Regions from separate parts of the Zea mays genome. Here regions 1, 2, 4 and 5 are each linked to region 3. The links are chromatin contacts, called in public Hi-C maps. All regions are on one chromosome and are shown on one strand. The core of a region is the stretch at or near the end of the contact, and the rest is flanking DNA. Distances in the headings are between cores, read along the strand shown.

Region 1 (5,455 bases), core at 1,156-3,655, 300 kb before region 3:
TACACTCCACAGGGGACTCTTCAGACACCCCACACTCGTCAGGCTGCCCCCACTAGCACCCCGACGAAGCCTACATGACAGAAGATGTGCCCTACATGCTTCAAGTGCAGTCAGATTGGGCACTATGCAAATGCTTGTCCAGTGGAGAATTCCAGTGCACCAGCTCAGAACAAGCAACAGACTCCCGACAAGGGATTCAACATTGCCAGGGTTAACCAAGTCAGTGCTGAGGCCACTGCTGATGGTGCAGACATCGCTATCAGTATGTTTTACATTAATGTAATTCCAGCAGCATTATTATTTGATTCTGGAGCTATGCATTTGTTTATTTCTGCTCGATTTGCAACCACCAATGAATTACCACTACAAAATATGAAAACGCTTATGCTAGTAATTACACCTAAGGGACCTATTGAAGCAAACTATATGACACACAGATTAACACTAACAATTATGGGAAGGGAATTCTGGTCTACACCCATAGTATTAGAAGAAAGCAATATAGATCTGATTCTCAGGATGTCCTAGTTGAGGAAAGCAAAGGCAGTTACACACTGTGATAAGGGAACCGTAGAACTCACCAGTTCCAAGGGAGAACGATTTGAAGTAGAGATTACCATAACCACCTATACCAGACCTGCCATATTTTAGTAGATGGAGAATTCGTGGGTAGAAACATCCGAGTTGTTAGAGACTTTCCAGATGTATTTTTCCGAAGAGTTACCCGAAGTGCCACCAGATAGGGAAGTTGAGTTCGTCATTGATCTCTTACCTGGTACTGCCCCATTTCAAAAAGGCCATATATGATGTCAGTGGAAGAGTTAAAAGAACTTAAGAAACAATTAACGGAGTTATAGGAAGCAGGGTACATTCGTCCGACTTCCTCACCATGGGGAGCATCGGTACTGTTTGTACAGAAGAAGGATGGTTCACAACGGATGTGTGTGGACTATAGATCACTTAATGATGTCACCATTAAGAACAAGTACCCATTACCTCGTATCGATAACTTATTTGATCAGATGAGAGGTGCTAGGGTGTTTTCCAAGATTGACCTCAGGTCGGGCTACCATCAAATGAAGATTAGGCCATCTGATATTCCCAAGACGGCTTTCTCTACCCGATATGGTCTATATGAATTCACAGTCATGTCGTTTGGTTTAACCAATCCACTGTAATACCCAACTTTGGGATATAAAAGAGAAGAATAATCCTCATGTGTAATGTCATTTCATTTATGAGAACATTAGGAAACCTAATTAGATTGAATAATTTCTCAATAAAATATGCACCATGTGGAATTTATGTGCTGTTGCATCTATAAATCATAAGTATAACATTAATGAAGTTATGTGAGTGCCAAACTTGGAATTTAGATCAAACTTATTACTTAGGAAATAAGAAGAAAATAAATGAGATGAAGGATATGGGAAGTACTAAATAAATATATATAAATAAAAATACTATTTCATACTGATAAATTGTTTATTCTGAGCACTTAACCTTTATGATGGATCCACAACTCAAGTTTGAAATTCAAATAGTAGAATTTGAATACATAGAAAGGAAATTGGAATAGAATATAAAAAGGAAACTGTGTAAATGGGTCGGCCGCCACCATTCTAACCCAACCAGCCGATCCCGGCCCACGAGCGCCCAAGAGTACTTGACCACAGCTGATACACCCGCGTGCCACTGTCAACTGTGCCCCACTCGTCGGCCTCTTCGGACGTATACCGGTCTCCTCTTTTGTGACGATGCCAGGTGGGCCTGGTGCGCCAGGTCGTCCGCTAACAGCATCGCCGAACTCCGCACAGACGCCTGCAACCAATTCGACCGAAATTGGCAGACCTCGACCTCCATAATCCAGGGTGCATCGACTGCAGCGCTTGGACCTCGCCATTACATGACCACCACCTCTTCCCCCTCGCCTCGTCGTAGTGATCAGAGCACTTGAAACACAGAGAATCGTGGGAGAGAGAAGGGAGAATGCGGCCGTGCTTGGTTCGTCGTAGAGTACCGAATCCTGCTGTCGATTAGAGCCAGGAAGTAGTCAGGGAGGATCGTGCGGTCGTTGGCAGGACATCTTCTTCCATGAATGGGCCTCGATTGCTCGCGAATTGCTCGCCGTGGCGGAAATTCTTCGCCGAGCCGCCAAGCTCCGTGGTCGGACACGACACCGTCTCGGATTACCCTAAGTAAGCGCCTATTACGTTCGTCTCATTCTCCTCTATGTTTGGTCCTACCGAATCGATGTTTAGGGCAGAATCGTGTAAGGTCAAACTGCGCGGCTATGGCGCCGCCGTGCCGGAGCTGGCGCGCCGCCGCTGCCAGGGGTCTGGTGAGGATGGTCACGCCTGGGCCATTGATGCGAGATGGGCGGCTGGGATTAGATTCCCCATACCGTTTTGGCCAAATCGCTGTGTAGCGTCCGATCTACATCTGATGGACGCAAACTGATCTCATTCACCTAATAGCTGATACCGTCGATCGGCCGATCAACGGTCCTTGTTAGAAGCGATAACCACACGTGTTATTAAATCGGGTCCGTCAATCTCGGATCCGATGGTCGACAGAGCGCGCCGGCTTATAATGTTTTTGATCAAAGCCTGGCCATCGGCTTATAATCCAACGACCGAGAATTAGAGATACCCCTTCGCTGCGCGTTTTTTGCAGAAAAGCCCTCCTGGTTTTAGAAAACCGACCCGCAGTCCGTCCTAGGGTTAACCTGAGTCTGGGGAAAACTTTTGGTTCAACCCCCGTAGTTCTCTATATTTAGTTCCCGGCCTAGAGAACAAAGAAATTGGATAAATACCTATAGAAATTGATTTTTGGTACACAAATAAATCAATAGACTTGTGAAATTCATATTTAATCCATCATAGCTCCAAATTAATTCATTCTAGTGGCATTTATTTTGTAATAATATTGTCTATCAACTAGTAGCTCTGTTTAATCATGAAACTTGAATTAAAATTATGCACTTGAATTATTCCATTCTAGGTACTAAATAACTTTGGAAATTCATAACTAAATAACTGTAACTCCGAATTTAGTGGTTCTTGTTCCTATGATCTCGTTACGCAGCGTAGAATATTATTATGCATTCTGTTCTGTTGTTTGGTATGATGTTAATTTGTGCTATAACATGTGTGTTTGTATTGTTGCGAGTAGACGAGCCAGCCACTGAAAATCTGGGGGTTCAGCAGGACGAGACTGCTGAGCAGTAGCTCATTGAAGGCAAGTTGTGTCCTTGATCACTTCTTTTTACCCAGTCATATTCTTATTAATCATAATGATCTGCATAGGTTAATTTTGATGGGATCCTTTAGGTTACCCTAGTTTGATTATCTTTGTACCTTGAATCCACTGAACTTTTTGGGTAGTACTTGCTATTGCTTTATGTGGTTTTGGGTATGGAGATACATTATTCATGATTACACTTTTATTATCAGTTTATTATTAATGTTCATGTTAAGGTCATTATGTTAATGGGAACATGGAGCGACCACCCGGGAAAACAGTGCTACCACAAGGATAGTATGGGATGCCCTTGGCTGATTAACTAGGAAAGCTAGTGGATGACTACCTTACCCGATAGGGGCAAGGGCAGTAGGGGAGTGGTAAGTGTAGGGAGGTCCTTGGGTTGATTTTTGCTGCGATGACGTTCAGGCGAGGGATCCCTGCACTGGAGCTTCCTATAAACTGTAACGGGTTTTCTAAAGCTAGTGTTACCCTGCCTCGCCTCCTCGGTAGAGGTGTATGGGATTCTCCGTCTCTTGGTAGATGGGTAACATGACTTGTGGGTAAAGATGTGCAACCTCTATAGAGTGTAAAACTGGTATACTAGTCGTGCTCACGGTCATGAGCAGCTCGGACCCTCACATGATTAATCTATGGAATTAAAATTCAATTTGTCATTTGCATCACATTGGGATTATTTTATTATTACTTTTATTTATTATTACTATGGTTTGGTATTCACTTACACTTAGTAACTGCTAATAAAATTTTGACCAACTTATAAAAGCAATGCTTAGCTACAACCTTTATTTTGTTGATCAGCCTTACACTTCACATGAACTCCCACCTTTTGGTGAGTTCATGCACATTATTCCCCACAACTTGTTGAGCGATGAACATATGTGAGCTCACCCTTGCTATCTCACACCCCCCACAGGAGAAGAATAGGTGGTTCAAGAGGAGCCGCCCAACGAGGAGTTCGACTTAATCTAGGTGGCGTCTCCCAGTCAACTTTGTGGCGCTAGGGAAATAAGATTTAGTTCATTTTATATTTATCATTTATTTTGTAAGACTTCCGCTATGTAATAAGTACATTTATGATATTTATGACATTTATCTCTATGCACTATGTTATTATGTGTGTTGTTCTTCCTTGGCGCACATATGGGATGCACCTGGCTTTATCCCTTAAATCCGGGTGTGACAGAAGTGGTATCAGAGGAAATGTTGACTGTAGGACGAAACCTAGATAGAAATGGACAAAACCCTTACCTACTTACCTTACTCTGATTCTTTCTATACTTTTCTTGATCCTGTCTCACCTTCTACTGTTCTACTCTAATTATTCTTACCTTTTCTATTCTAAGACAAGGAGGATTTCACACTTTGGAATCCTACATCCATCACCCTCTAAAGGGATAGAAGACCCAAGACAAAAATTAAAAAAAATATTTTCTCTTTTTAAAATGTTGGTTGATTGTTCTGATGATAATGTCTGATTTGCTTCTTTGATTGAATGAAATAGAATAGCTGGGCATCTTATCATGTACCACCAGAAGGTAATATATTATCTTTAGTAGGTGACACACTTAGCTAATAAATCCCCCAAAGTAACATGCCTCGTAATTACCTGCCTTGTCTACAATCCTTTCTTTCTTACCATATGTTTCTAACTCAGATGGTCAATACCAGGAAGGGTGGTGGAATTGATCTATCCCCAATCAATACAGTCGGAGGATATATAAACAACCACAACAACAAGAAGAGATGAATCCTCCCAATCCTCCACCAGCCGGAGCTGATCCCGTAGTTGCAACCCAGATGCGGATAATGCAACAGATGGAAGACACTATGGCGGACATGCATGCACAGATGTGGCAGGAACGCCAAGAGATGCGCTAGGAGAGAGAGGATATGCACCAGGAAAGGAGGGTGCAACAACAGCAAGCACCACTGCCACCACCACCACCACCACCACTTCCACCCCGGGACAAGCACCGAGAATTTATGAGCCACAATCCGCCTACCTTCACCAGCTCACCAGATCCACTACATGCTGATGATTGGTTGAAGTTAGTCGAGAAGATGCTAAACATCGCCCAATGCTCTGACCGGGAGAAGGTTCTCTATGCTTCAGGTTGTCTGACCGGTCCTGCTGCTGACTGGTGGGATTCTTATGTTGCTGCTGAAAGCATCTAGGCCCCTGGTTGGT
Region 2 (4,921 bases), core at 1,880-4,379, 320 kb after region 3:
CTAAGCATAGAAATATACTTGAAAGCACATTAGTCTTAGCCTTGGTACAAGAAGAATAAGAAATATGCATTTGTACCAAATGAAAGAGACATGATCAAAGGTATATACATGAGCTATGTGTGCAATGTTTCAATCAAAGTTCTGAGAATCAAGTATATTTAGCTCATTCCTTAGTTTGCTAAAAATCTTCTCATCTAGTGGCTTGGTAAAGATATCGGCTAATTGGTTGTGGGTGCTAACATAAGCAATTTCGATATCCCCCTTTTGTTGGTGATCTCTCAAAAAGTGATACCGGATGTCTATGTGTTTAGTGCGGCTGTGTTCAACGAGATTATCCGCCATGCGGATTGCACTCTCATTATCACATAGGGGAGGGACTTTGCTAAATTTGTAGCCATAGTCCCTAAGTGTTTGCCTCATCCAAAGTAATTGCGCACAACAATGACCTCCAACAATGTACTCGACTTCAGTAGTGGAAAGAGCTACTGAATTTTGTTTCTTTGAAGCCCAAGACACCAGAGATCTTCCCAGAAACTGACAAGTCCTTGATGTGCGCTTTCTATCAATTTTACATCCGGCATAATCGGCATCGGAATACCCAATTAGATCAAAGGTAGATCCCTTGGGGTACCAAAGCCCAAACTTAGGAGTGTAAACTAAATATCTCATGATTCTTTTCACGGCCCTAAGGTGAACTTCCTTAGGATTTGCCTGGAACCTTGCACACATGCATACTGAAAGAATAATATCCGGTCGAGATGCACATAAGTAGAGTAAAGAACCTATCATTGATTAGTATACCTTTTGATCCACGAACTTACCTCCTGTGTCGAGGTCGAGATGCCCATTGGTTCCCATGGGTGTCTTGATGGGTTTGCCATTATTAATTCCAAACTTCTTAAGTATGTCTTGAATGTACTTAGTTTGGCTGATGAAGGTTCCCTCTTGGAGTTGCTTGATTTGAAATCCAAGGAAATACTTCAACTCCCCCATCATTGACATCTCGAATTTCTGTATCATGATCCTACTAAACTCTTCACAAGTTGACTTGTTAGTAGACCCAAATATAATATCATCAACATAAATTTGGCATATAAACAAGTCTTTTGCAACAGTTTTAGTGAAGAGAGTAGGATCGGCCTTTCCGACTTGGAAGCCATTAGTGATAAGGAAGTCTCTTAGGCATTCATACCATGCTCTTGGGGCTTGCTTAAGCCCATAAAGCGCCTTTGAGAGCTTATACACATGGTTAGGGTACTCACTATCTTCAAAGTCGGGAGGTTGCTCAACATAGACCTCTTCCTTGATAGGGCCATTGAGGAAGGCACTTTTCACATCCATTTGATAAAGCTTAAAGCCATGGTAAGTAGCATAGGCAAGTAATATACGAATTGACTCAAGCCTAGCTAAGGGTGCATAAGTTTCATCAAAATCCAAACCTTTGACTTGTTAGTAACCTTTTGCAACAAGTCGGGCTTTGTTCCTTGTCACCACACCATGCTCATCTTGCTTGTTGCGGAATACCATTTGGTACCTACAACATTTTGGTTAGGACGCGGAACTAAATACCATACCTCATTCCTCGTGAAGTTGTTAAGCTCCTCTTGCATTGCCACCACCTAGTCCGGATCTCTTAATGCATCCTCTATCCTGTATGGCTCAATAGAAGACACAAAAGTGTAATGTTCACATAAATGAGCAACTCGAGATCTAGTGGTTACCCCTTATGAATATCACTGAGTATGGAGTTGACGGGGTGATCTGTTTGAATTGCTTGGTGGACTCTTAGGTGTGGCGATCTTTGATCCTGAATCTCTTGTTCATCTTCCTTGTCTTCATTATCATCTTCATCTCCCCCTTGATCAATGTCTTGATCTTCATCCTCTTCTTCTTCAGCCTTATTCTCATCTGGAGTTGATGGAGATGCTTGCATGGAAGATGATGGTTGATCTTGTGCTTGTGTGGGCTCCTCGGATTCTTTTGGACACACGTCACCAATGGACATGTTCCTTAGTGCGATGCACGAAGCCTCTTCATCATCTAATTCGTCAAGATCAACTTGCTCCACTTGGGAGCCATTAGTCTCATCAAACACAATGTCACAAGAAACTTCAACTAATCTCGTGGATTTGCTGAAGACTCTATATGCCCTTGTGTTTGAGTCATAACCTTGTAAAAAGCCTTCTATTGCTTTAGGAGCAAATTTAGAACTTCTACCTCTCTTAATAAGAATAAAGCATTTGCTCTCAAAGACTCTAAAATAAGAAACATTGAGCTTTTTACCAGTAAGGAGTTCATACGATGTCTTCTTGAGGATTCTGTGAAGGTATAATCCGTTGATGGAGTAGCAGGCTGTGTTAATCGCCTCCGCCCAAAACTAGTCCGGTGTCTTGCAGATCTCACACCATAGAGACTTTGAGCAGTCCCTAGCGTGGTGACCCTCTTTCCCACAGATCTGGTAGAAAAATCTCCTCCCAAAATCACGATCTACCACTGGTGAAGGGATCATAGCATTAGGGTTACCTTGCACCATCATCTCTCTAGTTGATGATGAGCCTGCGAAATCGCCTTTGGGGTCAATCCTCCTTGGAGGTGGCTTCAAGCGCCAGCTCAAATTCCTATTCCTTCCTCAATGCTGCTGCTCTTGGGTATTCTCCTTGTTATTGCCTCTCTCCCATTTATGAGTGCACCCTTTCGCCTCCATCTTTTCGGACGTCAGCGATGATCGAGCACCATTAGATCTGAGATGAGGCCACTCCTCACACCCTGAGGGAGGGCGACGTTGAACCCACTGCCAGCCTCCGTGGAAACTAGCACGTGCAGAAGAAGAAATCGTCCAGAGCGAGAAGAAAGCGACGAGGTGAGGGAGAGCTAACCTGCCAATTAGGTCAAGCGACTCCACCCTCGTGTGGACACAAAACCTGCCGGAGCTCCGCCGAGGTCCAACGACATCGACAACACCACCACACGCTTTGGCTGGAGAACCTTGGACTTCATATTTGTTCGTGAGAAATTTGTAATTTTGAGACTCTCAATTTTGGCTTCGTATCGAGGGCTAGGAAGTCCAGTCGAACTGCACGTCTGCACATGAGATCCCCAACAATTGTGACGGCGCCGTGCCGGCGTCGCTAATTCTCGACGTGCAAACGAATCCCCCCGGTGGCCCGGTCGTCATCGTCACCGCCGCTTCCACCACCAGCTCATCCATCTCCGGCATTCCCCGCAACGTCTCCACCCCCCCCATGGCATCCCCTCCGCCCTCTCCATCTCCCGCCGCGCTCATCGCGCATCTCGCCGCTGTGCTCTCCTCCCCGGACTGGCGCTTCCACCCCTCGCTCCCGCAACTCCCTGCCCTCCTCGCGCCGTCCCTACCCCGCACACTCCTCGTCCCGTTGCCGCTCCGCCTCGCGGCCGCAGTCGCCCGCGCCGCCGCGCCGTCCCGCCACCTCCTCGACATCTCACTCCCGGTCGTGCTCCGCCTCCACGCCCTCTCCCCGCCGCCGCTCCGTCCATTCTTCGACCGTCCCTTCCGCTCCCTCCTCACCCACTTCTCCCGCTACGCGCTGACGCCGCTCATGCTCCGGCTGTTCGCCCACATGTACCGCCACGCCCCGCCTGCACCCACGGGTGCTACCTACAATGCACTCATCCGTGCCCTCTGCCGCCGCGCCGATCTCCGCCACGCCCAACGGTACCTCAGCCTCATGGTCCGCTCCGGTTGGCGCCCCGACGCTTTCACGTTCAACTCTTTGATATTGGGTTACTGTCGCACGCAGCAGCTGGAAGTGGCCCATGACTTGTTCTGCAAAATGCCGTTCAGAGGATTCTCACAAGATGCGGTTTCTTACGCTGCTCTGATCGAAGGATTTTGTGAGGCAGGCAGGATCGATGAGGCACTGGAGTTGTTCAGGGAAATGACGCAACCAGACATGTACACACACGCGGCCTTGGTAAAGGGGCTGTGTGATGCCGGAAGAGGAGAGGAGGGTCTATGTATGCTGCAGAAGATGAAGGAGCTGGGATGGAGGCCAACCACTCGTGCATATGCAGCACTGGTCGATTTATGGTGTAGGGAGCAGAAGGCTGAAGAGGCTGAGAAAATACTGAATGAGATGTTTGACAGTGGGTTGATGCCTTGTGTTGTAACATGCACAATTGTCGTGAATGCCTACTGCAGGGAGGGGAGGATGAGTGGTGCAGTGAGGGTGTTTGAATCCATGAGGTTTAAAGGGTGTGAACCAAATGTCTGGACATACAATGCAATTGTGCAAGGTTTCTGTAATGCTGGGAAAGTGTACAAAGCAATGGCTTTGTTGGACCAGATGAGAGAATGTGGAGTAGAGCCAGATGTTGTGACATACAATTTGTTGATTCGAGGCCAGTGCATTGATGGTCATATAGGAAGCGCTTTCAGATTACTCCGTTTGATGGAAGGAAATGGTTTAGCTGCTGATCAGTACACTTACAATGTGTTGATTGATGCTCTGTGTAAGACTGGGAAAGTTGATGAAGCTTGCTCTCTTTTTGATGGCCTAGAATATAGAGGCATAAGACCTAATTCTGTGACATTCAATACGGTGATAAATGGGTTATGCAAGGCTGGTAAATTCGATGTTGCGTGCACATTTTTGGAAAATATGATTTCAGCTGGTTATGCACCAGATACCTATACATATAGCCCATTCATTGAAAATCTATGCAAGACGAAGGGATCACAAGAAGGATTATTCTTTATAGATGAGATGCTACAAAAAGATGTCAAGCCTTCAACGGTGAATTATACAATTGTAATCAACAGACTTTTCAACGAGAGGAACTATGGGTTAGCCACAAGGATTTGGGGGCAAATGGTGTCACAGGGGTGTAGTCCTGATGTTGTCACTTATACTACTTCTGTGCGGGCATACTGCAATGAAGGCAG
Region 3 (5,024 bases), core at 1,591-4,090:
CGCTTTAGGTTCTTAGAAATATCATCCCAAGTAAGGTTGAAGGTGAAGACTCCAGACCCAGCCTTCAGACTGTTGATGGTAGTTACTTGCGAAGCAAATTGTGATTTTGCAACAGTAGTAACATCCATTAGGTCAACAGAGCTCATGCATATCAGTATGCCATCTTTAGTCACTTGAACAGGACAGTCAATGACATCCGCACCATCGGCAACTGCCTTTTCATAAGCTTGGTCAGTGCAGTCTGGGTAGTCACCACTAGCACCATTATGCGAGATAACTAGAGGTTTAGCTGCATTGTCAATGTGATGAAATTCAGTAACATTTTTAAATAGGTGAAGTTAAGCGTGAAGAAGCAGGTGTACCATGATCAATCTTGCTGGTGTTCAGGTTACTAAAGCAACCTGCAGGAACAAAAGAAGAACAAATCAAGACCAAAGTGGCCATGGCCCATGCTAGATCTTTCAACTTGTTAGGGGGTTCGCACCAAAGTCAAAAAAACAAAACTGAATCATGATTCCACAACAACTATTCTGAATAAAAGATCACACTCGCCTAGTAGACACCTTGAGTGCATAAGATTCTTGAACAGATACTTATTAATTGCATCATGAAAAAAGGATAGGTGGACTCACCAACTGCCTCTGAAGGAGTAATCGGGAAATCAGTCAATACACCATCAACAGAGAAGGCACCGTTATCAATGAAGAAAAGATATTCCGCTAATGGATCAAAGCTGTAGTTATAGCTGATGGTTAAGTCATTTGCAAAATCAGCAGCATAGATTTCTAGTCCTGCTTTGTGAGCATCATCAACCACTGAAGTATAAGGCAGCAGGTAATTATCTGGTGTAACAGGCCAGATATAGCTTTTGGGAACAAGTATTCCAGAGGCAAAAGTCTTGACAAATGTCAGATTTTTCAGCATTGAGCCATATGTCTGGTTTGTTGATGGCTCAATAGAGCGTTCGTCGAGAAATCGGAACACAAGCTTTGTCTTCTTGCTAACTCTTCCAGATATACTGGTGAGGAAGTTCACTTCAGGCGATGAGATGTAATCGACAATGAATTGTTTCGATAAGGACAGGATATAGCTTCTCATGCTAAGCTTAAACTGGCTGTAGAAACTGTCGTGCTGCAGTTTGAAAAGAAAAGAAATGTTCTGGTGAGAGGCAAATCACCAAATTTGTAGTTCAAAGCTGGTTACAGTTTTATCCCTACCTGGACATTTAACCAAACAGCAGGTGCCTTATATAAGGTGAAAATATTTTCAACAGGATTTATTTGGAACAAACCATCATATGCAGGGGTACGAGATAGGACCGATTGCTTCACTGCAAATATGAAAATGGGTTAATGAAGCATGACATCTGCATTTACTAAGCGGTATGAGATTCAATGCAAAGACATCTGAACATAGTTCTTTCATCACAGTTCAAAAGATCAAAATGCTCAAGACGATAGGGAAGCACAATTTGTAACTGCACTTACAAGATACGTTTTGCAGCAGAACAGTGCTTGTATAGTCTACGGAGAACCAGCCCGCTGTAGATACACCATTAACCTTGTAGGTCTTCTTCCCTTGTGGGAAAACACTGGCTATTATTGTGCAGTTATCCATGTTTATGCTCGGTAGGCAGATACCAGCACCATCCTTCGTCAGCCGAACATCACACCACACGGTGGTGTCAGGGGAACTAGATATGCCAACAAACTGATAAGCATAGTCACTGGAATCGGGAAATAGTCCGGAGAACCCGCCCTTAGCAACGACTGCTGGAGCCTTGCCTGGAAATATGAGACGATTGGTACTGTTAGGGTCATGAAGATGGACAAAAGTACTGGAACAACCCTAAGTGCTACGGCAGAAACTACAAAACCAAAATTACCTTACCGGACGGACATAAAACTCGTAAGCACGCATGACCATCTGAAATTATCGTCTCTTATTACCGGGGTTAACTCAAAACACCGCCCGAATTAACATCCATCGAACTGATCCACTCCCATCCCGTTCTCAAAATAGCAATACGCCCATATGGGTCATACGCAGCCCATGAACAGTAGACACCAGCAGCTAATGGTTTACTGAGTGTTCCTCACCAAGAAAGTGATATTGCATAGGCTTGCACTTGGAGGCACGGTGATGTAAACAGGAAACGAACATGAAAGATGTTGCTATTCAATCCCAACCAAAATTGCCACTTAGCTAGAAAGGCTACCGTGCATTTTTTTTGCTGGAGATGCTAAAAGGTATCATGGCTGGCCCCAAACTTCCAATCAGAAATCTAGTCTCCCAAACAGTGCTAAAAACCAGCAAAGCTCTATTTTGCTGCAGAAGCCCTAAAAAACTATTTTGCTGCAGAAAAACAGAAACAGAGCGCCCCACCCAAAAAAAGAAATAAATGCGCAGCCAGTTCACACTCATCCTGAAGATCCAGGCCAAGCTGTAGAACAAAACAAAAATTGCAATTTACAGGCAAGAGGGCTGATCTTTAAGCGAAGAGTGGCAGCAAATCGACCAGATCAGACCACATACACAATTAGTGCGGGAACCTTGGAAGAAACGAAGTGAGAAGGCAGCGAATCCAAAGCTTACCGCTCAGGGTCTTCCAGGTAGAGCCATTCTGGGCGACGGCGGAGCCGACCGAGAGCAGCAGCAGGAGGAGCAGGTGAGTTGAACCAAGAAGGGAGCAGGCGCGGCTGCTCCTCCCCATTGCGGGCATCCGCCACCTACGCGACCACCGGCGGACGCAGCTCGAGGAACTGGGGCTCCAAGAACGACCCCTGGAAGGGGGAGCAGAGGAAGAGGTGGCCACGACGAGGAGACGAGACAGGGAGGAGGGGGGCAATGCGCATCCGGCGGCCGCGTTGGCGTTGGATTTTTAAGACCCAGCGAGAGAGAGACAAAAGCACCGGGTGGCGGGGCGATACTGCTGCTGCTGAGCTGTGTCTGTGTGTGATACAAGAGGAAGTGGCATCAGGGTCAGGGGAGGGGGAAGGTGGTCTGCGTGTGAGATGCCCCCGAATGGGTCTAGTTTCCAACCTTTGCAAAGGAAAGAGAAATGATTAGTTTCAACTATTCTCCTTTTCTTCGTTGAAAATGTACCTTCTCCATTCTTTTTTATTTACTTCGATTGACGTTTTCCCGATGACGTGGTGATGTGCGCGAGGTAAGAGGCCTGGTTGAAGGTAAGATGATGTTGAGATTAAGGATGCGTTTGATTTAGCTTTTTGAACTAGATTCATTTAAAAAATATATAGAATAAAACATCATAATATGTTTTCATTTAGTTCAGTTCAAAATAACGGTTCATCCTAGATTTTTAATATTTTTTGTCGTTCATATTACCAAACTATCAAGGTTTTACGGAATTTATAGTTGACAATAAAATCTATAGTTAACGGTTATCAATACTCTTACAGAATCTATACTTGACAATAGAACTTATAGTTGGCAGTTGTTTGAACCAAGCATATATTTTAGTTGTTCCACAAAATCATGGGCTTGTAGCAGCTTCCTCTCGACTCACATTTAGAATCATTTGACCCAACAAGGCTTTAAAATACAAGTGTTGCTTCACGTAGGACTCTAACTCATTATAGTCAGATATGGCTAGGGTCATCAAATGGCTCATAACTCATTATAGTCCAGAATAAAAGACAACAACAACCGTAGATTAAGGTTGGCCGTACCCAACCAATCCATACGGGTGGATCGCACTGCCCGTTGTACAGTAAATTGCTGAGATTAAAATACGATTTCAAGATGGATGTAGTAGAACTTTGTCTAGATCAAGACCGTGTTTTAAGCAAGGGGAAATACTTTTTACCGAATTTTTTTACGTTCGTGAAGAAATGAATGTGAGAGCAAGCAACGAGAATTTTTATATGGCTATTGTGGATGGTCGCCTGTGGCGGTGGTGTAGCCGTGTATGTGCCCGTAACATGTGCAGGGTCCCCAGCCTTGATTGGCTGCTCCGCATCTCTGTCACCTGGCGTGCTCGACCAAGTGGAGCCGCGCATCGTGTCCTTTCTCGGTCCGCGAATCCGCCATGCAATGCACCAAGGAATAGGATACGGTGGTGCTGGTGCGGATGCTGACTCGGCCGGCGATCGGCGTGCTTGCACCGGAGCCGGGGGAGCAGCCCCCCCTGCTGTTGTGTCCGCGACTCTCGCGCATCGGCGCAGCAGCTCATCGGTGCGTGACCACGGTTTTAACTAGTCTAATCACGGTGTCTAGATTAATCACTTCTCCGCGTGCTGTCTCGGAACCCGGTCGTCCTACAAGCAGTGGCTGCGTTGAGCGGCGCCGTCACGTTGCTCCGGCCGGCTGCATATTCTACCTGCTGGCCTGGGCGCTTGGCGTCCCCCGCGTAGAGAGGGCTAGGAGCCAGCCAGCGAAGCAGGTCGCCGGCCGGCCGCGTCACATCCGTGTGCGCCCCCACCCACGTCAGTACATGACAAACAAGGAGTGCGACAGTCGGAGTGCGTCCTAGTTCCGGGCCTTTCGGGTTAATTTTGCCACAGGCCTTCTGTAGTTCTGTAAGGGCAGATCAGGGTGACCGTTCAAAGATAGCCAGAAGCCTAACTATGGATTGCAGCCCCTAACGCCGTAACGCGGGCCACCAGAGTTTTGGAATGGAATATGGCACGTACCATGCAGGTTAACGTCCGTATGTTCGCTCAACCACCTTCTACATTTTCTATATTATTTTATCTATATTAATTACAGCTTTAATCTATAGTGTAAGGGTGTGTTTGGTTTGACTTTTGCTCTCTAAAAATCAAAAGTCAAACCAAAGTGTTGAATCCAGTAAGCAGCTTTTTTCTAAAAGCTAACTTTCTCGTATTGGAAAACTAAAAGCACCTATAGACCTATTTTTAGTGACTTTCGGATGTAACTATGAAAACATATATCAAATAACTTTTAATGGCTTTTAGTGGTTTCCATCAAACGGTTTTTAGCTTTTTAACAGCTTACATATCACAAAAAAAAATTCACAGCTCACAATCACAGCAGCTTTT
Region 4 (5,493 bases), core at 864-3,363, 390 kb before region 3:
CATCATTCAAACTAGCAATCTTAGCAACATTAGAATGACATGAACATCTACATCCCTACATCTATTTAAAATAGAGACATGCTTGAGGGATGAAGATGCATGTCACTCATTCAACTTCACTAATATCATTCAATTCTTCATTAGCAATTTTAAGATACGAAATGAAAGAGTGACAATCATCAAACTCTTTAGTCAAATTTTTATTCTTTTCAAGTTCAAGAGCAAGGGCCTTTTCTACACTAACAAATTTATAATATTCCACATAAATGAGATCTTGTTTTTCTAAAAGTCTATCCTTCTCATTTAGGGAATCAATTAATTCATTAATTTTATCAACCTTAAAGCTATCAAGGCCCTTAAACAACATGCTATAATCTTCCTCATCACCACTAGATTCTTCATCACTAGAGAAAATATACTTTGGCATTGATCTAGGATATACCTTTTTCTCCTTTGCCATCAAGCATGTATGTCGTTCGTTGGGGAAGAGTGATGACTTGTCGAAGGCAATGGTGGCGAGTCCTTCGTTGTCGGAGGAGTTGCAGCTTGAGTCCCACTCCTTTCCAATATGCGCCTCACCCTTCTTTTTCTTGTAGAACTTCTTCTTTTCCATCTTCTCCCTTCTTTGCCTTTTCCTAGTCATCACTTTCATAATCTAGACATTTAGCAATAAAATGACCAATCTTACCACATTTGAAGCATGCACGTTTCCCCTTTGACTTGTTGTTATTGTAGCTCTTGTGCCCCTTTAATGCGCTCTTGAAGCGCTTTATGATGGCCATATCCTCATCGTTGAGGCCGGCTGCCTCAACTTGAGCCACCTTGTTGAGGATCGCCTCCCTATCATTCATTTCTTTGAAAGCAATGACTTGCGATTCATTGGAGGGGTGTCCCCATTGGCGATGTCGTCGGTGTACTTGGCATCTTTAACCACCATTTGATGGCTAACAAATTTTCCAAACACCTCCTCGGGCACCATCTTAGTGTACCTGGGGTTCTCACGGATTAAAGAAATAAGAGTAGGATCTTTAACATTAAATGACCTCAACATGAGTCCACCAACTTCATGATCCATCCATCTCTTCCTTCCTTAGTTCTGCACTTGGTTCACTAGGGGCTTGAGCATGTTGTACATTTCTTGTGGCCCTTCGCCCTTCTTCATGGCAAACCTCCCAAGTTCACCCTCGAAGAGCTCCATCTTGGTTACTTTGGTAATCAAGTTTCCTTCATGCAAGATCTTCAATGTATCCCAGATTTCTTTGGCATTCTCCAAGCCATTTACCTTGTTGTATTCTTCTCTGCATAGAGAAGCTAGCAAAACAGTGGTAGCCTGGGAATTTCTATGAATTAATTATTCTACTTCTATATCATCAAAAATCTCATCATCAATATCTGGTATTTGCATTCCATTTTCTACCATATCCCAAATGCTAGGATGGAGAGAAAAAAAGATGACTACACATTTTATGGCTCCACCAAGAATAATCCTCTCCATCAAAACGAGGAGGTTTGCCAAGAGGAATAGAAAGCAATTGGACATTCGAGTTGTGAGAAATACAAGAATAGTTAAATGGAGTGCAGTTGAATTTAGATTTAACCTTTTTTTTGTTCTTGACGTCCGGAGGTGGTTTCCTCGCACGAAGGAGATGACAATGTAGAAGAGTCTATCTGGTTGGCGAGTCAGAGGCCAGAAGGATAACTTGCTCGATATCGTCTATGGTGATACGAGTCTTATCTTAGGTTAGTTGCGTATGAAAGAGATAAGACCTTTAGGGCTGTTAGCTTATGACATGTTGGAGAAAAATAGAACTACATGTTTTGCGTGTAACATAGGATACATGAAACTTTCGTGCTTTAAAGAATGATTTAAAGGGTAGAGATAGAGATAGAGAAGGAACGCGTTGTATTAATTTTATAGTTGAAGAAGAAACAATTAAACTTTTGTGATAGTTGATGAAGACAAAATAGTTTTTTTGAACGGAAAATATTTCGTGAGGTGCATGGGCCTCAACAATTAGGCCCACTACTACACGCGGAGGAGCCCGACGACCTAGGGTTTCCACCTGTAAGCCGCCGCACAGATATATATGCCGTGACCAAACCGTCGCTTCCATTTTTCGCCCGCCGCCCCCAGTCCCGATCCGAAGCTGTGCCTCGTACCATTTCGATCCAATGGCGCCGACGTCGAAGCTGTCGACGGGCATCAAGCGCGCTTCGCGGTCGCACGCGTACCATCGCCGTGGGCTGTGGGCCATCAAGGCCAAGAACGGCGGCGCCTTCCCCAAGGCCGACAAGGCCGCCGCCGCCGTGGAACCCAAGTTCTACCCTGCCGACGACGTCAAGCCCCGCGTTCCCAGCACCCGCAAGCCTAAGCCTACCAAGCTCAGGTGCCCAAGCCATTCCTTCAAGTCGCAGCCCGCGTGGTGTTCGTATTTATTTTGCTTGGAGATTTGATTCCACTTGCCATTCTTTTGTGCAGGTCGAGCATCACGCCTGGGACGGTGCTGATCCTCCTCGCAGGGCGCTTCATGGGGAAGAGAGTGGTGTTTCTCAAGCAGCTCAAGTCCGGCCTGCTCCTTATCTCTGGTGAGCCACGCTTGGTTCGCTGCCTCTGATCACAGCATAAGTTTTGAGTTGAAAGATAGATGTAAATGTTTACGCGCTGGTTGGCTCAATCTGTGAACTATATTATTTGTAGAGTCTGGTGTGACGACGTGTGATTGTCTTGCAACTGCACATTATAGTTGAGTTTTTAAAGAATCCGAATTCAGTCTGGACTATGGGACCTGCATGCGTGATATAAGGGCATCCAGGTTTTGGTGACAAGGGAATTGGAGGGGAGGAAATTTCATGCTATTCAAAATTGAATAGCAAGGGATTTCCTCCCCCTCCAATTCCCTTGTCACCAAACCAGTCCTTATACATTGCAGACGAGGTCCAAAGAAGGGTCTTGGCCCAGAAAGTTTATAACCTTACCTAAGACCTGGCTTCAGCAAATAAATATTTGTGAGGAAGGTAGAGTCTCGGCCACCAGAATGCGAGAGCTGAGAGAGAAACGGATGATGATTTCTGTGTTTTTTTATTTGCTGGAGCCCTACCCTCAAGGCTCATAGTAGCATCATACGCAACAGCTCTTGACCTTATAGTGCATTTGCGCCCTCATACACACGTGATGCCTAAGCATTGGTTCTTTGATGGCACTGTCACATGGTTAAAAAATAGACTGTTGGACTATCTGCATTTTCATGTCTTTGACTTGCTGGAAACAACTTTCTTATATAGTTTAAATACTGTAAATGAAGACTACTATTGTTTGGATTTATAAAATTACTTTTAGTTGAAGTTACAAGGGTAGGCCTGTTGCAGTGGTGGGAGCTGTCTTATTAAAATCATAGGTCACGGGTTCAAAGCAGCCTCCGTGCATTTGCAGTGGTAAGGCTTGCTTCTGTTTATCCCTTCCTCAACTCCACTCATGTGGGCCTCTGGCACTGGGTCTGCCCTTTACTTTTAGTTAAAGTTGTTAGAATGCTTCTGTTCACCGTTACAACCTTACCCTCCTGCCTGTCTAGCTGCATGGCTCTCTCTTCATGCATTCAAAAGAGTTGTATTTTTTCCTATCCTGTTCTACTTGATATTCTTTTCCTGTCATTAGTTTGCGTTTCTGTTATCTTTCAGGGCCTTTCAAGATCAATGGAGTACCGATCCGCCGTGTGAACCAGACCTATGTCATTGCTACATCAACCAAAGTTGACATCTCTGGTGTTGATGTCGCCAAGTTTGATGACAAGTACTTTGCCAGGGAGAAGAAGCAGAAGGTGAAGAAGACCGAGGGCGAACTTTTTGAGACAGAAAAGGAGGTAGGTGTCTGAGTAAAAAAGATCCATTATTTTGTCGACCCTTGCTTCATATCTGTTGAATCTGCAGGCATCCAAGTCACTGCCTGACTTCAAGAAGGATGACCAGAAGGCTGTGGATTCTGCTCTGATCAAGGCTATTGAGGCTGTTCCGGAGCTGAAAACCTATCTTGGCGCCCGGTTCTCTCTCAGGGATGGTGACAAGCCCCATGAGATGGTCTTCTAAGCTCTTAGTTTTGGAGTTCGGAGGAAGCTGTTTTGTCTGTGTTCTTGTACTTCTGAGTTTTGTACCAGTAGCGAATGTTTCATTGTGGTTGAAGTCTTCCTGCCAAATATTATAAGATCTAAGAAAGTTCTATCCGTGTTGGTGGTTCAGCATTGCACTATCTGCATTTGGTTCCTTAGGTAGTCCATGGTATCTTGAGGTCCCATTTTGTTTGAATTGCTGACTGTCCGGTGTTTTTGCTGTTGGTTTGGAATAAACTTGGCATGTCGCTTGCCAAAACTGGAATAAACTTGACATGCATCGTACAAATGAGTCAATAGCATGGAACGGCTAGTTCCTGAACTAGCAGAGGGGACGTGCATTGAATATGCCTTATGCAGGAGGTAAATGTGCATGCAATAGTTAAAAGAGAACCTTTATCTGTTTGAATTTGATAATCATGAAATTAGAGACCTCATTATAGCATAGGGTGTAGCAAGTGTGCGTTTATGCTTGTTACTCTAGTGATTGATATCAACTCGTTGGAAAGAGGGCAATCCGGAGTTTGACAACCACTCGTTGGATATTGTGGACTCATGGTGTAAAAACAGTTGCAATTGATTCATTCTAAGGATGGCAATTTGATCAGCGGATTTGGTTATCCATCGAATACTCAACCCGACAGAGCTGGATATGGATACTGGATACATGATTTGATCTAGGTTAGACTCGAATTCGACCCAAGTCGGCGAACACATATTAGGAGATTACCTTCCACCCACGGGTTATTCGTTGGATATCCAAAATTGACCTATAGTGTATTTTTTTTGGCCTAACCTGTAACACCCCAGGTGTTACCCAAGGCCCTGGCTCAATACATGCACTTGTGGTCTATTATCACATGTGTTTCAGTGGGGGAGAAGCGTGCACCAAAACCTTAGAAACCATGGATTGATTAAGGAATGATCATGACAAAAGAAATACCCAAGATTTTCATACATCTTCACCTTAGAAAAAGTGGCTCAAACCCTAGACCCCCTCTTGAGCCATTAGACCCCCAAACACTGGATTAATGGAAAGGATAAGCAAATGAACATTTCATGTGACAGAACCTCTTAAGTTATCGGACCCACATGCACCTGCCCTTGTCTCAAAGACCTCAAACGGCTATGCATGTGCACCATATAACTTAACAGGATCTGTCCGAGTGCCCCAAGGACCTCGGATAAACCACTTACAACCAGAACCGCGGGATTAAGTAAACACAAATCACACACCAACAGTTTTGTAGCGAAAATCTTTTTACCAAATTTTACATATTACATCAAGTTTTACAATGTACACGATCGGAGTGATTACAAAAGTGATTCAAAGAAATAACTTTGAATTATTATAAATTATTTGTAGTTTTGAAATATATGCTAGCTCAAGTGA
Region 5 (4,731 bases), core at 1,661-4,160, 440 kb after region 3:
AAGAATAAAAAACAACAGTTAGACATAGGCAGCCGGAGGGGCACCATTAAAGTGTGGTTTGTGATATTTTTGCCCTGGTCCTTGTTTGTTACTATCCCTTCATATTTGTTATCTTAATTGATCCCTCATACAATTATACTAATATTATATTGAGGTCATTAATTAGGACAAAGTCACAGTTAATCACCATGACTAGTCATGGTTAATCTTGATTAGTCCTAACTAGATTGATTTATTGGTGACATGGTGTCTAGGCTCAATTAGACTATTTAACGACATTGTGTTAGTAGATGGCGATGTCATTTCTCTATCTCACCATTGAAACAAGGACTAAAAGCTATCTCACCCCATTTTTATTCTAGCTCCTAAGATCAGTCTGAATATAAATTTCAATAAGATTTTTAGCATTTAATAAGCTATTACATAAATACTTTTGATGATGTAACTATGTTTTTTTAATAAAGAGAAGAAGAAGTACATTTAATAGGGATTAAACTATTTTGGGATGACTATTAACTTTTTATAAGTCATAAAATGAAATATCCATAAAATTATAGAATATTTTCTATTAAAAATAGATTCTTTATCTATACTTTAAATATAGATAAAAATCAACCGAACTGTTTGTGTTTATTGTGCTTTTCCCGTCATCCTACCATGGTTCACCAAACTGGTTAAACTTCAAAAATCGGCCATCACTGCTAACCGGTTTACCATGATTAATCAATGAAAACCAGTACAAACATGCCAAATTAGAATCTAAACCAAATTTGAAATTTGCTCAATTTATAGTCGATAAATCGACCAATTCAATCGATTAATCGGTCCCTAAATCGATAAACTGGTTGTAGACAAAGGGAAATTGACCCCTTTTGTCAAATAAAGTCCATTATGATTACAAAAATTCAACAAAAATGGTCCATATCTTATCACAAGTCCAATCACAATATTTAGAAGTGCAAATACATTAATGCCACAATTTCATAGTTCATGAATAGCATCAAAGATACAATACACCCTCCGGTGAACATCATGCCCACGGGTAAGCATTCCATTGATCATATGTCACATTATACCCTTCCGATGAGAATAATATAATACCTTGCTCACACATCAACATTCCTTTGTACTCCGTCCAAGTCTGTCTGGTCCACGCAGAAGTCGTACTCCATGAGTCCATTAATATTTAGTACTCAGGCTCCTCCCATTGATACACCCACCTCATGGGTTACTGAGTCACTTCACCAATTGGATAATTGATATAGGGAAGAAGGGGTGAAGATGAACCTTGTCTATCACTACCAGACTCGGGGGTCCAATAGGCTTACCAATGAAATGGACGTCATTCCTTACTGCCTTCGAAAACGAGGCCTTATCAATCCTTGGTCGGACCATGCGTGGTTTCTCCTTCCTAAAAGGTGTTCTTCCAAACATGCCATGAACACCCCCATGGGAGGAGCCATCACCCTCTCATACGTGCCACTACTCGCGCAAGCATGCCTCCTAAGTTCCTCCTCATCTCTTAAAGCATGTAATGCGACCTGCAACTCAACATCGTCATCATTGAGGTGAACCCGCCAATGCTAACTTTCATACCTCCTCCAGTATTCTTGCTTTCCCTTCTATATTGTCCCTTGTCAAGCTCCCGTCGAAAGTAATTGCAAACGTCCGACGGAACGTTGCGACAACCTTGCACATTTCGTCCACGTGATGTAAGGTATTGTCTAAAACGAGTAGCACCGCCCTCCTTCCATTGTTCCTTACAATACTTGCACTTGAATACAAGATATGTTATTCCAATGCTCCTAAACTGGATCGATCCGATCCAGCATCCCTGAAAATATCAGTAATATGAGCTATTATTGCAAGCACTGTTGGTCATTATTGCAAATAGCAGTAAGTAACCGTGATAATTTATAAGATTTGAAGTGAAAAAGGGGAAATCCCCAAACCTTAACTACTACACCGGCCAGCTTATCAGCTACTGGGGGAGTAATTAATTGGCTTCAAGGAGTGGCTAATCGACGCAAACACACGATTAGCCGACTTAAACCGGCGGATGGGCTTAGCGGGAACCAACTGTGACAACTAATGGCTAGCTAGGGATACCAGATGATTGGGAGAACAGAGCGATTTACCAGTAGACGGGGGGGGGCTTACCCGTGCGGCAGAGCAGCGGACGATCTGAGTGGTTTCGTGGTCGTAGCCATCGGCTAGCTAGCACGTCGTTGTAGAACGAGCGACTCTAATGGTGGATAGGGCGCTTGCGTGGCACACACAGAGAGCAGGAGGACGAAAGGAAGTGAGTGGATGCGTTGACTAGATAAGGCTGAGTCCAACAGCTCGCCCTGCTCGCGTAAAGCGTCGCAGATACGCGTTTTAGAGGGTTGCGAAGCACTGTAGATCCATCTAGCGGATCACGAACGGATCACGAACGCGGCCATGAAAAAGGACGTTGCCTCTCTCTTCCCTACATCTGCATACCCTCTCTAATCTCCCCTTGTTTTTCGCGAGCTACTGGACGTGCTTTTCTTCTCGCAACACGCAATCGCCTCTGGCACACCCGTGTTCTCGCTCACGAGCGGCTAGCCTCATCATAATAGGGTAATATATTTGCTTATTGGACCATAGAATAGATCAGGCTAAATAGTGTTTTTTTCTTTTTTTCCCTTTTTTCTAACTTCTTTGATTTTTAGTTTGAATTCAGTTATGTGTTTTTAAATTAATTTTAATGGAAAGTCATTAAATAATCTATATTATTTATAAGAAAATTGGCATCAAAAGTTTAGAAATCTCCAAAATTTAAACTCGTAAATCAGCGATACAACGTTACCAGCCGGCCTTGATAATCGATTAACCGGTTAGCCGAATTGATCCATGATTTGGTGAACTAGCGTCCCACTCGGCAAAGGGGAGAAAAAAAGGAACTTAGAAAAAAAATAACATAAAAATAAAAGAAAAGGTAAAGTAAAGAAGAAAGGGGCAAAATGGGAAACCATCAAGTTCCACAAAATCACATCTGCTTCGACTCCACCGCCGCCTCCTTCCTTCTTTCCTCGCCGCCACCCGCGCCGTGAGAGCACCGAGCCGTCCGCGATCACGCTGCGCTCTCCTACAGGCAACGGAGCCGGAGCCGGAGCCCCAGTTGCAGCTGGCTCCGCTGAATTCGGGGCTCGCCGAATACCGCCTCCAGTCGTCTGCGTCCGGGTGCAACTGAATCCGGTACCACCCTGTGCCGCTTGGCATGACACTCCGAGAGGAGGGTTGAGGGACTCAACAGGTCCGAAAATTTAGAGACGAGTGTCGGTGATTATGAATGCATCTTTAGTCGATCGATTCCCTTGAAAAAGGAAAAGGCCTAGGTTGATTCCTTTATCAGAGTCTATACTTTACTTGCTGTCATGGGTGTTGACATTGGGTAATGAGCCTGAATGGGACCCGAAATCACTATTAACCTCAATGGGGCACCTAAATCCGCAGACCCTTGGGGAGGCTGTCTTGAAGGTTTATGAAACGTTGCTGTGACCTTTCCCATTTCTTGGACGTACGGTTGGAGAAATTGATAGATTGCCATGTTTTTAGCTTTCATGGTTCTTCTTCCACAGCGAGATGAATCTACATTCTTCCTGCGCATTCGTTAACGCCATATGATTTAGTTTCCTTCACTTCAGAATCTTATTAGGTCCTTATGGTTATTATAGTAGAAGCTATTTTTTTCCTCCACCAATATGGTTGTTGTGGTGCATTTATGCAGGTTAAGGTACCGTCTTTGTAGACTTGGCTGGAGAAATTGGTTGTTTCTATGATGAAGACTAAGACGAGTAGGAGCTTACAGAAGTCTGGGAGAGGTAATCAGGTCCAAGGAGAAGGGCCAAACTGGGTTCTTGTTGCTGGGGGTTTTTTGCTTAGCGCGCTTTCAGTCAAGATTGGGTGCAAACTAAAGCAGTGGTTCAATGGGAAGCAGCAAAATAATACTTCCAAAGGTATTATGTCATATCATGCCCCTATCTGCAGTTGCAATCTTGACTTGTCTCTGCATTATTTGTATGCTTGCTGCTTACTGTGCAAAATTGCAGCTAAAAGAAGACCTGAAGCATGCGAGCTGCACTCAGACCTCTACCGGTTCAGTGACCAAACTGGCTGTTGCTACTCTGTTTCAGGTGCTTTATCTGTAACTTTTGTTCTGTTCATATGTCACTGAATTTAGTGCTAGAATACATATCTAGCATGTTTGGGGGCTAACCTGCACTATTGGTTGTTTCTTGCTTCTTGGTGGACCTTTTAATCTGTAGGGCTTGGAATGTTTTTTAGCATGTTTTTAAAATACATACAATTTTAAAATACATGTTTTTAGACCTGTGCTATGTATTTGGCTGTGTGTTGAATGTATACAAAAAGCTCTTAGTTGCTGTCCTCTAACCTTGAATTTATTTGACGGATTTTTTATAGTTTGTTTCATTAATGTGATAGGGGGGCCTATGTAGCAAAGATATGGATATACAGATACATTTTAGTTTATATTTTTTAAAAATAATAATGAATTAATGATGATATGGTCCAACAATGGTACCCTGATGTTGATGGAGCTTTGAGAAGCTGCAATGGCAGTACCTGTTGCTGCCATTTCTGGATTAGAAAAGTTAAGCAAACGGATACTAGATCTGAAAGAGAAAGAAATAAATCCTAGCAAAATTGACTATGGGAGAAAAAGGGAATACAGGAGAGGGAACA

What was found. A called contact is a pair of places that touch in the nucleus more often than the background predicts.
Region 1: a contact with region 3 is called in a Hi-C map of bundle sheath, with 3 times the contacts expected there. The contact joins the enhancer-like site here to the promoter of LOC100383563 in region 3. A contact is called at or near these places in 3 of 25 Hi-C or Micro-C datasets (bundle sheath, ear and leaf).
Region 2: a Hi-C map of ear shows a contact between it and region 3, with 2.4 times the contacts expected there. The contact joins the enhancer-like site here to the promoter of LOC100383563 in region 3. A contact is called at or near these places in 3 of 25 Hi-C or Micro-C datasets (ear, leaf and tassel).
Region 4: a contact with region 3 is called in a Hi-C map of leaf, with 3 times the contacts expected there. The contact joins the promoter of LOC100191612 here to the promoter of LOC100383563 in region 3. A contact is called at or near these places in 4 of 25 Hi-C or Micro-C datasets (ear, leaf and tassel).
Region 5: a Hi-C map of ear shows a contact between it and region 3, with 2.5 times the contacts expected there. The contact joins the promoter of LOC103653690 here to the promoter of LOC100383563 in region 3. A contact is called at or near these places in 4 of 25 Hi-C or Micro-C datasets (ear, endosperm, leaf and 1 more).

Annotation. Positions count from the first base shown.
Region 1 is chr4:133,090,486-133,095,940 of Zm-B73-REFERENCE-NAM-5.0, reverse strand. No RefSeq gene overlaps it. Among protein-coding and RNA genes, the nearest start is that of LOC100191612, 87 kb to the left of the region's middle. Within about 2 kb of position 2,405, at least 16 of the 20 cell types and tissues checked have an H3K27ac peak or open chromatin away from gene starts, as enhancers often do. A contact at or near this core is called in bundle sheath, ear and leaf, where this site is marked.
Region 2 is chr4:132,466,684-132,471,604 of Zm-B73-REFERENCE-NAM-5.0, reverse strand. It overlaps LOC103653689 (pentatricopeptide repeat-containing protein At5g65560), which reads left to right. Exons shown (of 6, transcript XM_008680517.2): 3 at 3,060-4,921. Among protein-coding and RNA genes, the nearest start is that of LOC103653689, 16 kb to the left of the region's middle. Within about 2 kb of position 3,129, at least 8 of the 20 cell types and tissues checked have an H3K27ac peak or open chromatin away from gene starts, as enhancers often do. A contact at or near this core is called in ear, where this site is marked.
Region 3 is chr4:132,789,117-132,794,140 of Zm-B73-REFERENCE-NAM-5.0, reverse strand. LOC100383563 (Glycerophosphodiester phosphodiesterase GDPDL3) reads right to left here and starts at 2,840. Exons shown (of 9, transcript NM_001176211.1): 1 at 2,596-2,840; 2 at 1,488-1,784; 3 at 1,218-1,330; 4 at 633-1,131; 5 at 363-401; 6 at 2-289. The coding sequence starts at 2,722.
Region 4 is chr4:133,176,971-133,182,463 of Zm-B73-REFERENCE-NAM-5.0, reverse strand. LOC100191612 (60S ribosomal protein L6-like) reads left to right here and starts at 2,113. Exons shown (of 4, transcript NM_001137041.1): 1 at 2,113-2,387; 2 at 2,480-2,586; 3 at 3,676-3,857; 4 at 3,925-4,214. The coding sequence starts at 2,173. The coding sequence ends at 4,080.
Region 5 is chr4:132,349,641-132,354,371 of Zm-B73-REFERENCE-NAM-5.0, reverse strand. It overlaps LOC103653690, which reads left to right and starts at 2,910. Exons shown (of 4, transcript XM_020552603.3): 1 at 2,910-3,222; 2 at 3,755-3,983; 3 at 4,077-4,160. The coding sequence starts at 3,803.